Regions from separate parts of the Ovis aries genome. Here region 1 is linked to region 2. Evidence: chromatin contacts called from public Hi-C data. All regions are on one chromosome and are shown on one strand. Each heading gives the region's core, a stretch centred on a gene start, on an enhancer-like site or on the middle of the called end of the contact. The rest is flanking DNA. Distances are from core to core; before and after follow the strand shown. Region 1 holds the start of PDK4 (pyruvate dehydrogenase kinase 4). Region 2 overlaps ASB4 (ankyrin repeat and SOCS box containing 4).

The links. A called contact is a pair of places that touch in the nucleus more often than the background predicts.
Region 1: a contact with region 2 is called in a Hi-C map of tail adipose tissue, with 2.7 times the contacts expected there. The contact joins the promoter of PDK4 here to the enhancer-like site in region 2. A contact is called at or near these places in 5 of 16 Hi-C or Micro-C datasets (hypothalamus, mixed tissues, omental adipose tissue and 2 more).

The regions. Positions count from the first base shown.
Region 1 is chr4:13,673,993-13,680,694 of ARS-UI_Ramb_v3.0, reverse strand. PDK4 (pyruvate dehydrogenase kinase 4) reads left to right here and starts at 3,098. Exons shown (of 11, transcript XM_004007738.6): 1 at 3,098-3,437; 2 at 4,439-4,580; 3 at 6,475-6,546. The coding sequence starts at 3,323.
Region 2 is chr4:13,584,582-13,592,211 of ARS-UI_Ramb_v3.0, reverse strand. ASB4 (ankyrin repeat and SOCS box containing 4) reads right to left here. Exons shown (of 8, transcript XM_060414490.1): 6 at 4,376-4,866. Among named protein-coding and RNA genes, the nearest start is that of PDK4, 89 kb to the left of the region's middle. Within about 2 kb of position 5,006, at least 7 of the 54 cell types and tissues checked have an H3K27ac peak or open chromatin away from gene starts, as enhancers often do.

The DNA.
Region 1 (6,702 bases), core at 1,849-4,348, 90 kb before region 2:
TCTCTACTATATTCCCTAGCTTGTACACCCATACTTTTTCTAGGCTTAGAAATCCTTCCACATCATCTACCAATAATTTGCCCAAATCCTCCTCATCCTTCTAAGCTTACCCCAAAATCCAGTCCTCAGAGAGAGCATTCCCTAATCTCCAACACAGCTCTTCCTCCAAACATCACCAGAGTTTGGAGATGTGAGCATCGCCACCATTACTATTACCACCACCGTGACACACTGATCAAATCTCTATTATGAAGTATTTGATAATGCACTAATTGTATTCTTTGTCCTGCTCTGAGGATTAAATTTTTTTAAATCCCATAATTTTCTAAAATCGACGATTGTTTTCCATCACCCACTGTTGGTCAGGAGAAAATGCTTTTGCACCTACCAAGGCATCCCCAGTCCAGCTCCTGATACACAGTATTCTCTAAAAGTACCAACTGTAAGAAGTTATCAGAGACCAAACAGTGATTTAGGCCTGGCTTTCCTCAATCTCTTCACCAATATTCCCTTCTCACCCCGCAGTGGAAGCCTGCTCCATCTTTTATAATTGTTACTTTCTCAGAGAGACCTTCCTTGCCCACAAAGCCTCAACAGCTCCCATTATATTCTGCAAATGAATTTCTTCATGGCCCTCACTGTCCATTTGCTTTGTAATGCCTGTTTCCCCCACAAATCTATAATCTCCATTAGGGAACAGAGGCATGTCTATATTGTTCTGTGTTGAAGTAGCCATTTCTTAAAGAATCATTTGTTTGTTATACACTCTGAAAATACTTTCTCCAAGTAGGCTGCTCATTTTATTAACTTGAAATATTCTGTAGTCAAATCTGTTCATCTTTCCATTATGGCTTCTAAAGTTACTGTTATGTGTATTTTTAATCGCTTCTTTGGAATATGCTCCTAGAGGTAGAAAAGTTGAATGGGCTTCTCTTTAGAGTCTTGATGCCTTCTTTAAATTGGACATGCCCAGCCCTTTGGCAAAAGTGTGACTTGCATCCTTGAAGCTCAATCACAGGTCCTGTGTTATTAGATTTTGCTAGGCTAGAAAGAATTCATCTGATGCTCCTGAAAATAAGTGTGCTCCTGAAAATTGCAGGAATCAGTTGCCTCCAGCAGGGAGGATGTGTTCAGCACAGGGTACAAGGGGGAAGCTCTGGTACTCCCCCCTGCCCATTAACACCAAATCCACTGGCAGTCCTCTGATGTTTACCTTTACTCAAATGAATGAGCAGATCTGTCCATACCCATTGCTCCTCAATAATTCCCTTTCCGTTACTGTCATAGCAACGGGATCACCTCCAAGTTCTGAGATCAGCCTAATATAAACGCAGCTTTCTTTCCAGGTCACATTCTAATCACGGTAATACATGGCATCTCATCCAACTGGGTACGCAACTTGACCTGCCTACTCCAGCCTAGTTACCATCGATGTTGTCAATAAACAACTGTTCCTGTCATAGAGAAATGACAGAGAAGAATGTAATGTACTGTGAGGACAACCTGGTAAACATTATTGGATGGGATAACATGCACACAAAAGTGTGATGACCTCAGTTCACATTTAGCCCTTAGCCGTCTCTGTGAACATCATATGACTTCATCTGATCTTTAATCACCCCACCACACATACGGGAGTCCTGCAGGGTAAGCCAGGTCAAGTGCTCAATGGGGCTCTCCTGAATTAAACCTGCTTGTAATGAACACCATCATTTCCATTGCTTTTCCTCTGAAGATTAAAGAGTAGAATTCTTTGAAATACTTTGCCTATTCCAGATCCCACACACAGGGTTAGAAAAGCAAAGGGATGCTTTTCTTTTACTTCTGTTCTTAGGATGTATTAAAGTAAAAAGAAGGGATTTTTTTTTACCTTAAATTTACTTGCTTCATCAGAGAAGTTTTATTTAGTCTTTTGACTTCTCGACCATTTTTGTTGCTGTTGTTGTTTCATAGAGCTATGCAATTACGTAAGAAAGGATTCAGAATGCAAAGACATAAATCATAGTGGTATCAAAACTTATCTCCAAGTGGAGATGCAATTTGGAACTTTCCCCATGTTTCCATAACTGAACTTGAGTATCAACAAAGCAAAAGTAGGACTCAGAAAGAGTCATCAGACATGGTCCCAAACCTTGTAGGGCAGAGGGTTCAGAAGGGAAAATATAAGAAAATAAATAGCTACGATATAATGTCATAAGTGAGAAAAGCTATATTTGGAAGAAGGAGTGAGGAGAAGCAATCAGGGAAGATACCTTGTAGCACATAGGTTGTGCTGGACATTTACTAGTATAAAATAACATCTTAGGCAAAGATTTGGATAAAGGACATTTCATACAGAAGGACAAAGTGGCAAAGTCTCTGATGGAAAGGGGAAAAAGTGAGTCAAATTGACAAGTTAATCCCTTCTGAATCTTGTTTTTAATTAAAAGCGTTAAGCCTCATGGAGGGAATGTATTACTGGAAGGAAACAGACTGATGGCTTTTTTTATCTGCACAGGGAAAATAACCCGTTCTTTGGTCTGTTCCTCAAGTTCCAGTAAAAGGAACTTTCAGTTCCCGACCTGTACCATTCACTGATGGAAAAAACGCAGGAAGAACTCCAGGCTGTTGATTCTCTTCGCTGTCCAATAGCAGAGCTGCCCATATTTTTGGACAAAGCTGATTAGCTACTGTAAAAGGCCCGCTCTGAGCAAGGACCAGTGATGTCTCCGAACGCAGATTTTTGGAAATAGTTTCTGGCCAGGAATGCGTGACATTGAGACAGCCGTCTCTAGTAAACAAGGACGGGTCTGGGCTGGCCACCAGCCCACGCTCTCCGGGGTCCTGTCCCAAGGGTCTGATCTTGAGCCCCCGTACCTCCTGACGTCCGCTCGGGCTTCCTGCTATCCCCTTACACCTGACAGCCTCTGGGGGCCAGGCCCCCGCGACCTGGAGGCGGGACCCAAAGTTCTTTATCTGAGCCGACTGGCGCAGCCCCAAGTTCAGGAAGCTCTCCAAGTCCCAGTGACTCCTCCCCTCTGGGGCGGGTGCGGGGTCGGGGGGAGTGGAGGGACGTGCAGGGAAACAAATAAAACCTCGGGAGGCGAGGGGAGGTGACAGGACACAAACTTGTCTCAAGCCACCTACGGCTCTGCAACTCACCGGCCGACTCCTCAACCGCGAAGCTCCCCCCTCCCCGGAACCTCAGCCCAGGCCGGGGCGCACGAGTCCGCTGGCCCACCTGCTCTCCCTGCCCGGACGCGTCCCGCCCCTTCTGCTGTCCCAGGTCAGCCTTCTCCCCACAAACCAGCCCCAGCTCCGGCCCGGGACGGTGGGCATCAAGATGAAGGCGGCACGCTTCGTGATGCGCAGCGCTGGCACCCTGATCCCCCGCGAGGTCGAGCATTTCTCGCGCTACAGCCCGTCTCCGCTGTCCATGAAGCAGCTGCTGGACTTCGGTGAGCGGGGAAGTGGGGCCCGGGAAGGTCTGGGGAGCTGCCTCAGCTTTCAGTCCCGGTATAGGGAGGACTCAGTAACTTAAAACAACCGGGGGCCGCTTTCCTGCGGAACCCTGGAACCTCGACGCCAGCACACTTTGTCTTTCTTAGATCTCCCTGCTTTCTCACAGTCTGTGCCTGCAGGTCAAGACCACTTGCAGCCCCGCTGATGCCTGCCAGAGGAGCTCACCCTCCTCCTTCTGTCCTAGCCTTTCAGTCGAAAGACTTTTTGCCTCCAGTCATCATTTAACAATACTGAAACTTCCCTTTGTCCCTAAAGAGGAAACGTTATCCCCTCCTTCATCGCATATTACTTCTTGGAGAAGATTCTTGTATTATTAAGTAGGCTTGAATTAATTGCTATTTTTTAACCTCTAGCCACCCTCCACAGGGTTCATCTCTCTGTAGTCCTAACAAATTTCTTTGTTTCTTTATCTTTATCGTTTTTTTCTGTATTTGCACTACTGCTGAAAATATTTGCAAACTTTCGGCAGAAAAATCTTATTAAGAAAATTTCAAGGATTTAAATATATTAGTATTTATCACTAGTCTGTAAACATCAAGACATCCTCCTCCTCACCCCTCCCAAACCCCCCCCAACCCCAATGTCCTTAATCCAGCTTCCTATCTAGAACTCTGAATGATGTTGTCTTCTCGACCTTGTTGTTGGATTGAATCCTGCACTCTTTTAGAAATACTAAGAGCCTTGGGATATTATGACTTCTTGGAAGTGAATCCTCATCAAAAAGAGAAAACAGTAATTCTCATATTTGGTCACTTTTTCTAAAAGAAAGAAACAGACGATAAAGAAGAAGATGCTTACTAATGAATTATAAGTAGATGCTTACTGCTGAGGGTGAAATAAAATTTCGTAATATATATGTGTGTGTGGATAGTTAATGCTACTCAAATATATAATTTAGGTACGTGTTTTTGAAAAAACTTAATGTTGTTTATTGCAGGTTCAGAAAACGCATGTGAAAGAACCTCTTTTGCATTTTTGCGACAAGAGTTGCCTGTGAGGCTAGCCAATATCCTGAAGGAAATTTATATACTCCCTGAACGACTAGTAAATACCTCTTCAGTGCAATTAGTTAAGAGCTGGTAAGTGGTGAACCATTCTGAAACAGTCTCTAGTTTTAAAACAGTTATCTGACTGTGAATTCTTACAATGTATTAAAATCTTAATTGGAAAACAGGTGGTCTGAACCTTAGCTATTTAGCAAGATGTAAAGAATTTTCTATTAATCTAGGGTAAGCTATCCTAAGGGCAGTTATAAAGCTATAAACCTGATAAAGTAGATATTTTCACAATATAATTTTTACCTCTAGAAGAAAATATGAAAAATAATCAACAGTTACCATACTTATGTTTTAAATCATAAAAAAGTTTGATATTGCAAAAAGAATCCTATGCTAGAAATAAGATACGGAATGACTACTATTTAGAGAGGGCCTAAAATGTCTTGCTGGCATTTGGCTATACCATTCAGAAACTAAGTGGAGAGTCTGGCTAGAATTAAAAATTGGGGAGTATTCTGAATAAAAAAAAAGAAGACATCAAAGATGGGGGCTTCCCTCATAGCTCAGTTGGTAAAGAATCCGCCTGCAATGCAGGAGACCCCGGTTCAATTCCTGGGCCAGCTAGATCCACTGGAGAAGGGATAGGCTACCCACTCCAGTATTCCTGGGCTTCCCTGGTGGCTCAGCTTGTAAAGAATCTGCCCGCAATGCGGGAGACCTGGGTTCGATCCCTGGGTTGGGAAGATCCCCTGGAGAAGGGAAAGGCTACCTACTCCAGTATTCTGGCCTGTACAGTCCATGGGGTCGCAAAAAGTAAGATGCAACTTTCACTCACTCACTCACTAATCTTTGTTGCTTACAAACCAACTAATGAAGCAGCTTCTGGATTCAAATCCCGGCTCTGTCCCTTCTTAGTTGTAAAAATCCTTGGTTAGTATCTCTTATCTCTAGGCCTCAAACCCCCTCATCTATTTTGGAAGAGAATGAAGATGATGCCTCAAAGGGATGTTTGGGTGCAATTAAATGAGGTAATCCATTTAAAGGCTCTGAGAAAGTACCTGGCCCACGGCCAGCACTCAGTTCAGTCATTATCTCTATCTGAAAATAAAGACTAAGTTAGGGAGAGTGCTGCTGCTGCTGTTGCTGCTGCTGCTGCTGCTAAGTTGCTTCAGTCGTGTCCGACTCTGTGCGACCCCAGAGATGGCAGCCTACCAGGCTCTTCCGTCCCTGGGATTCTCCAGGTAAGAACACTGGAGTGGGTTGCCATTTCCTTCTCCAAGGCATGAGAGTGAAAAGTGAAAGTGAAGTTGCTCAGTCGTGTCCAACTTTGTGATCCCATGGACTGCAGCCCACCAGGCTCCACTGTCCATGGGATTTTCCAAGCAAGAGTACTGGAGTGGGGTGCCATTGCCTTCTCTGGTTAGGGAGAGTAGATAACCCAAAGCAGCAGATTTTCAGAGAACAGAGGCAGATATATACCAGACCTTCACCCTAACCTACCTTTTACACAGCTCTTTGTTTATTGATTTAAGGAATATATGTATTATACAGTCATTAAACAGGGCAATCTGAAACACACACTCAATCCTTAGTATTTACTGCTGCTTTCAAGACTTCTAGAGTCTTGCTTTCAAGACTTCAAGACTTCTCCCATGAATGCAGTAGGAAAAAAGCATGAAGCCTTTCTGTAAAAGTTGTTTCTAAATGATTTTGCTATAAAAATAAAGACTCTTGACAAACAAAACAGAAAACTGACTAGTGATCTAGGATAGTTAAAATTTTAAGTTATTAAGTTGCGGGTTAAATCATTTTTGTTTTTCTAAGACATAATGTTTTCCAGATGTCTTGGAAGAAAGTTTTCATTTTAAATATACTTTCTCTCTTCAACTCTTTTGAAAGAAGCAATATATTTTCAGCCACCTGTAACTGACTATTCAATTTTAAAACTTAAAGCACACCTATTATTGCTTTGTAGGTATATGCAGAGCCTGATAGAGTTGGTGGAATTCCATGAGAAAAGCCCAGAGGACCAAAAGGCATTATCAGAGTAAGTGTTAGGCATTAGGACAAGTGTCTAAAACTTTGATTATAAACATCATATTATTCTTTAGAACTAACTTAAAGGATAATTTATAGTATTGTCCTGAATAGTAAATAACTACCCCCTTACAAATGACAAGTTTTGGCTTGCTGGGTTTTAAAA
Region 2 (7,630 bases), core at 3,757-6,256:
TCTTTCCTCAAATTTTATAAAGAAAATATAAGGGTTAAGCATTGTTCTAATTCTTGATATTTTCAGACACACCTTGACCAAGATCCAGAGGCAAAAATAAGTAATAGCTAAAAACTTGGGAGAAATACAAACCTTGATGTGGGGAAAGGGAAGCTTTAGGTACAAACTGATTATTCAGTCACTAAGTCGTGTCTCTTTGCAACCCCATGGACTGTAGCACACCAGGCTTCCCTGTCCTTCACTATCTCTCAGAGTGTGCCCAAGTTCATGTCCATCGAGTCGGCAATACCATCCAACCATCTCATCCTCTGTTGCCCCCTTCTCCTCCTGCCCTCAATCTTCCCCAGCATCAGGCACTTTTCCAATAAGTCAGCTCTTGTATCAGGTGGCCAAAGTATTGGAGCTTCAGCTTCAGCATCAGTTCTTCCAGTGAATATATTCAAGGTTGATTTCACAAAGATGTAAAAATTTACTAGGATACATATGAGTTATTCTAGGTCAGGAATAAGAAGTAAAGGATTAGTTTATATGATTTACCAAAAAAAAGGAAGGGATGCTGGAGTAGGGGTAGGGGTCCAAAATCCACGAGATACCCAAGGAAGGGAATGCTGTAGAATCTGCCTTCGTGGAGATTTGCAAACACAATAAGAGCACTAGTTCTCCCTAAGGTCTTGAGAATTAAATATAATGACCTCTTTAGGTCTCCTCTTGTGTTGTGATCCTTCAGGTTTAATTACACTTCCTGGGTAATAACAGAAAACACAGTGGAAACTGCTAAATCTAAGGGCTTAGGCTCAGGAGTCAGACAGACCTCATTCTGAATCAAACACATGACTATTAACCTTTAATAGGCTTGAGCCAACCAGCAACCCTACTATATTTCCCAAGTCCATTTGCTCCCCATGATAAACATCTCACACCCTCACCTTTGCCTTAAGCCTTCAGACCTCGTCTCCATCCACTTCTCATTCTTCACTGAGAAAACAGAAGCAATTTTAATAGAACTTGTACAAACTCTTATTAACATATCTACCGGCATCCCCACATCTGGGTACATAGGCACTGCTTTCCCTTCTACTATGATGGATGAACTGCGCCAAGAACAACACCTCCATTTGGGCCCTAGACCCCATCTTCTGTCTCCAAATCAAGATGGTGCTCAAGTAATTGCCTGCAAGACGTTTTTCTCCCTTTCCTAGAACATTCCCATCAGTCAACAAACATATGAACCATCATTCCCTTCCAGCTACGCTTCCATTTTAAGAAAATGCCTCCAATTCTTCACTGGTTTCACTTCCATTTATCCCTTTTTCCTTTGAATCCACTTTGATTAAACTTTTTTCACCAATGTCCCACCAAAATAACTCTTGTTGAGGTCCCCAGTAAAACTAGACTAGTTGTCTAGCCCAGTGGCAACTTAGCCCTCATCTTATTTGAAATGCCACCTATATTCAACCAGTACATGCTTGCTAAGTCACTTCTGTCAGGTCCAACTCTTTATGACCCCATGGACTGTAGCCCGCCAGGCTCCTCTGTCCACTGGATCCTTCAGGCAAGAATACTGGAGTGGGTTCCCACGCTCTCTTCCAGGGGATCTTCCTGACCCAGTGATGGAGCCCAGGTCTCTGATGTCTCATGCATTGCCAGGTGGGTTCTTAACCACTAGCACCACCTGGAAAGCCCATCAGCACACCCTACAAGGCCATATAAATGGTCTGCAAACCACCTTCTCATATGCCCCTCCGACTTCTCCTTCCTCTTTCTCACCCCACTTCAGGCACTCTGGCTTCCTTAAACATGTTTAGTCCTCTCTTACCTCAGAATCTTTGCACCTGCTTTCTTATGCCTAGAATGCTCCCCTCCCACCTCCGCCCACCGCCAGGTATCCACATGACTTGCTTCTTCACATTCTCATTTTCTCTAATCAGCCTTTGTAAAATAGCACATACGTAAACCGAAGAAACCCCACAGTCTCTTATTTTATTTACCTTGCTTTACTGTCTCCACAGCACCTAACATAGCAGAGTGTATTTCTTTCATCTGCTGTTTTGTTTTTCCCTACCTCCCACTAGACAGTAACTTCCATGAAGGCCCTTGTTTAATTCATGGCTCTGTCTCCATCTCCTGGAACAGTTCCTGGCACATAATAGGTACTCAGGGAATCTTGTTAAATAAATGGATATATCTGATTCACTCTGCTATACAGCAGAAACTAACACATTATAAACCAACTATACTCCAATAAAAACATAATTTTTTAAAAGGAAATACACAGTTCAGTAAAAAAAAAAATAAATGAGCTTGACCACTTACTGTGTGTGACTTTAGAAAAGTATCTGAATTCCATCACCTTTTAAGTGAGGATAATATCAATGCCTACCTCAGAGGTTATTATAAAAATAAAAGTAAATAATCTGTATAAAGCCTATCTAGAACTCAACAAAGGATATTATTGTAACATTATTTATTATCTTATTTCTAATCACCATAATCTTTTGGAAGGTGAAAGTCAAAGTCGCTTAGTCGTGTTCAACTCTTTATGACCCCCATGGACTCTACAGTCCATGGAATTCTCCAGGCCAGATTACTGGAGTGGGTAGCTTTTCCCTTCTCCAGGGGAATCTTCCCAACCCAAGGATTGAACCCAGGTCTCCCGCATTGCAGGCAGATTGTTTTACCAGCTGAGCCACAACCTCTTGGAATTCTCTATAAAAGTTTGATAAAGTTCCAGGACATTATGGGAATTACATACAATTTTAAAGAAAAAAAAAGTCCTCCACTGAAACACCGACAACCAAAAGAAAATTCCTTCCTGAGATCTCAGGAATCATCAAACTCATCACATCTGCGCTGGGATGTCTGTGGGTCGACTGTATGGAATGTGCTGAGTGCACCTCCCCTAAATTTCTTTAGTGGGACTTCTCTTCCAACTAACCTTCCCACTGCAGGACTTCAGACATTTTACCGAGGTAGGAGGTAGAAGCTGGCTGTGAATTTGGTAAAACTTCTGTCAGCTAGCTTTCTGTGACCCTGCATTCGTGAGCACATAAAACTCCTCTGCAGCCTGTCAATTCTTTTAGATGAGTGGGGTCCTAGGTACGTTATCATTCAATTTATTTTAGGTGAAGGGCATTTTGGTTTCTAAATTAAGCACCATCATCAACTTAATGCTAAACTCTCTCCCATGCGCTATAGAACCCTTCACTCCTCTATTTTGTCATTTACCATGAAATATTAAAGTTACCTCTTTATGTGTTTGTCTCTCCAGCTAGATCCTAAGCTAACTAAGAGTAGTGACCATGTGTTAGTCTTGCCAGTATTGTTAATATTTGGTCCCTACTAGCCCATTAGACAGAGAAGGCAATGGCACCCGACTCCAGCACTCTTGCCTGGAAAATCCCATGGACAGAGGAGCCTGGTGGGCTGCAGTCCATGGGGTCACCAAGAGTCGGACATGACTGCGCGACTTCGCTTTCACTTTTCACTTTCCTGCACTGGAGAAGGAAATGGCAACCCACTCCAGTGGGAGAATCCCAGGGATGGGGGAGCCTGGTGGGCTGCGGTCTATGGGGCCGCACAGAGTCGGACACGACTGAAGCGACTTAGCAGCAGCAGCAGCCCATTAGAAATTATCAATAAATACTATTAAAATAAAGGTTGTGTAGTATATTACAAAATTAAACACTAGCACCAAGTGAACTAAGGTAGAATACCTACAGCGCCACTGTGTGAGATCAGACAAATTGCTTAACTATTCTGTGCCTGAGCTTCCTCCTTTATAGAATAGGTATAATAATATAATCTACCTTATCAGATTATTACAGAATTAAATGAATTAAATTAAGAAATGTAAGATGATTTATACGTGTGCTTAATAAACATAATTTTTCTATAATAAATATTATTAATTCTTAATAAATGTTAGTTTTCATTAAACTAGAAAACTGAGCCGCCCTTTCATATATTCAAACCAGTTCCAAAGCAGGCTCTGTCATCTATAGAGCAGACATCTGCGGAAGAGACGCTCTTCCACATGTGGCGCCATTTGCCGCTTCTGCAGACGATCAGTATCCTTCTGATCTTGTTCATTCAGTCCCCCAGGAAGCCACTACCAGTTCACTGGTGTTCACATAAGCCATGGAGAATTACCTGCTATTCTTGCTCTTTTTCTGCTCTCAGCCCAGATTTCAAACAAACATGGACTAGGCTGAGATAGCTAGGGGTATATAACAAATGGAAGTTCAGATTGAAGGTCAGAGGCAGTTAGCCAGGCCTCCAACAGGCTTGAGTGACTTGGCGATTTCAGACTGAGCCACGCTCTGAGTCCCCATTACCCTGCTGCCCATCGGCCCAGCTCCCCACGCGGCAGCCTCACCTTATGGAACTGTGGCGGGTATATGCGAGCAGCCCCGTGGTTCAGCAGCAGCTGGTAGCAGATCTCAGGCTGCGCGGCGGGCCGCACGGAGGTGACCTTCAGCACGTACTGGATGGCCGCGCAGCCGTTGATGTCCATGAGGTTGGCCTCTGCGCCAGCCTCCAGCATCATGTGCATGAGCACGTGGTCGCAGTTCCAGGCTGCCTTGTGGAGCGGAGATTTAAAGTCGTCATCCCGGGCGTTGACCTCCGCCTTGTAGTCCAGCAGCATGCGGCAGATGAGGTGATGATCCCGGCTGTATTCCTGCTCTTTGAAGCGGAGGGCCCAGTAGGTTGCGATGGCCAGTGGGGTCTCCATGTGGGCGTTCACACTGTCCACGATGGCCCCGTGCTCCACGTAGAAGGCCACCAGCTCAGGGAGGCCGAAGTGGGCAGCGGTGTGCAAGGGCGTCTCCTCATCCTGGTTGTTGGTCTTCATGTTCACGTTCGCCCCTAGAAAGGGAGGTTGAAGCAGACAATTATTTAAACATATTTTCCCATTACTCACAAGGCTCATTAAACAGGCCTTTTCTCGCTGCTTCCGACTACCCATTTTTCCAAGTTCCATTTCTGGACCCCATGGGAGCCACTGCTTTGAAACGACAGTGCCACCTTCTGGGCAAGCAGTAAATATATGGGGTGATGGGAGATTGGGACCGTGCGCTGCAGCATTGCCGGTTGAGTTCTAGTTCCTACTCCTAGGTGGATTGGCAAATACGAAGTGATTCTGATAACCAAATAGCTTTTATCTATTTTATCTTTTATCTAGCTTTTATCTAAAATAGCAAGTACTAAAAAATAAATAAATAAAGGTTATATCACAATCTTTGAGGCTTATATGTTGTATGTGTGGCTTTAAAAGTCATCAATTTCTTGATGAAATTTCTTAAACATCATGTCATTTTTTTTTTCTTCCCAAGCAGCTAAACCTGAAAACTTGGTACAAGGGAACTTTAGTGGTATAGAAGTTCAGTCTTCTGACTGAACACTGACAACATCAAGCCGCTGAATTCTATGAGGCTCCTTTGGAACGCAACTGGAGCAAAAATAAATACTCTAATGACCAAACTAGACTAAAGGCCACATTTTGAAAGGAAAATAATAGAAGCTGGGAAAATAAAACACGCATCGAAAAAAAAAGAAAGACTGTTAACGTGCAATTTATCGTCGACAACGGCTATTTAGAAATACAAATTATGAGTGCTTGGAAATCTCCTTAGAAATTACTTAATCCAATCACTTATTTAACAGACCAGGAAAATGAGTAAATTTTATTTTTTTCTGATTGGAAAGTTAAGTACTAGAATGATCAATCTGAGAAACTGAAATTTTCCTTCTCATCCTAGTTTAATTGGGGTAAGCTAAATGACCTGGGGATCTACTCTATAATCAGTTTTATTGGAAATGTTTATAGTCACTTCAAGGATAAATCTGGGAAGACTTATATCATTATTATTATTAAGGTAGCAACTAATATTTATTAAGCACTTGCCATGTACAACATTCTGGGCTAAATGCTTTTCATATTCCTCATGGAATCTCCCTAGCAACTCTTCGCAGGAGGTGCATTTTTATCCCAGTTTTACAGATGAAGAAAGTTGTACTTAGGCTAATACCTATTCCAGGCTAAGAAGCAATAGAACAGAAGTTTGAAAGCAGACAGCCTGGCTTCATAATCTCTCACCACTGTGCCATTCTACCTCATTAATTTCTTTACAATTTTTTGTTTGCTTTGCTGTCTTTGGATATTTGGAAACTTGAAAGCAACAGAGAAGTCATGTTGCATTTTGTTAATTTAAAAAATCTGTTCTCCATGTGTTGCTCCTGTATGCCGTTTTTCACGGCATCCTCTGACCATATGGAACACATTTAAGAAAGGGGATACTCCTACCAGCTTGCCTGCTGTCTAATACAAAATCCACCCCCTAGTGAGGTTTCTGAAAGCGCATTGTTCTGTAAAGCCTGAGACTGTCTCTGCTCCTAACTTCAGACAGCAGAATTATAAGCAAAGATGGTCCCTCATGAAGATCTGCCATCCATGTTCATCAGGATTCCACCCTGGAGCAGCTCTGGGTCAGAGCTTTCTGGTCAGCCTTTCTGTGCCCTAGAGTGAAATGAAATGAATGTCTTCCCAGAAGCCGGTGCAGGGTCACTTCAGACACTGGAGAATTTCCAGTAAGAAAGGGAATCAGAGGGTCAGGGTGAAATTTACAGGCCAACCTGGAACAAACCACATCCTTTATTTTTTAATGCATTTGGACATTTACAATGGATCCTTGACCTCTTGCTACAACTAAATACACTGCATGGTTTGTTTTCCTGAATCGGAGAGCCTTGTTTTTATATTTGAATTGTGTCTTTGAGTGAACTTTTTCAGGAACTACACATAAAGTAGAATGATTTGACTACTTCTATTTAAAATTTTGTGATTTATTCAAGAAATTAGAGACCATAAATTCTTGGGAATGTAAAAATATATACATCTTTAATGTGAAAATGTGTACTGGCTTCCTAGAGCTGCCAATCAAATGCCACAAACTAGGTGGCTACAAACAACAGAAATTTGTACACGAGTCTAGAGATCAGAAGTGCAATTGAAGAGTCGGTAAAGGTGGCTATTTCTGAGAGAGTTTAAAGGGGGACTCTGTCTCGTGCCTCGCTCTGAGCTTCTGGTGATGGCTAGCAATCCTTGGTGTGCCTCAGCTTGTGAATGTACCCTCCAGGGGCCGCCGCCATATTCACGTGGTCCTCTCTGTGTCTTCACAAGGCTGTCTTCTTACAGAGACACCAGTCGTACTGCAACAAGGGCCCGTGCTGCTCCACTCATCTTAATGAATTACATCGGCAACAACCCCATATCCAAACAAGGTCACACACTGACCTGCCAGAGATGAGGACTTCAGCATATCTTCTTTTTAGGGGGCCAAACAGGGGACACAATTCCACCCATAATATATAACACGCCCTGTGTGTTTGTGTGTATGCCCAGTCCCTCAGTCAGTCCTGTCTGACTCTTTGTGACTCTGTGGCTCGTGGACTGTAGCCCACCAGGCTCCTCTATCCATGGGACTTTCCAGGCAAGAATACTGGAATGGGTTGCCATTTCCTTCTCCAGGGGATCTTCCTGACGCAGGAATCAAACCCATGTCCTTACGTCTCCAGCACTGGCAGGCAGATTCTTTAGCACGGCCCCACCTGGGAAGCCCACAGCATAACA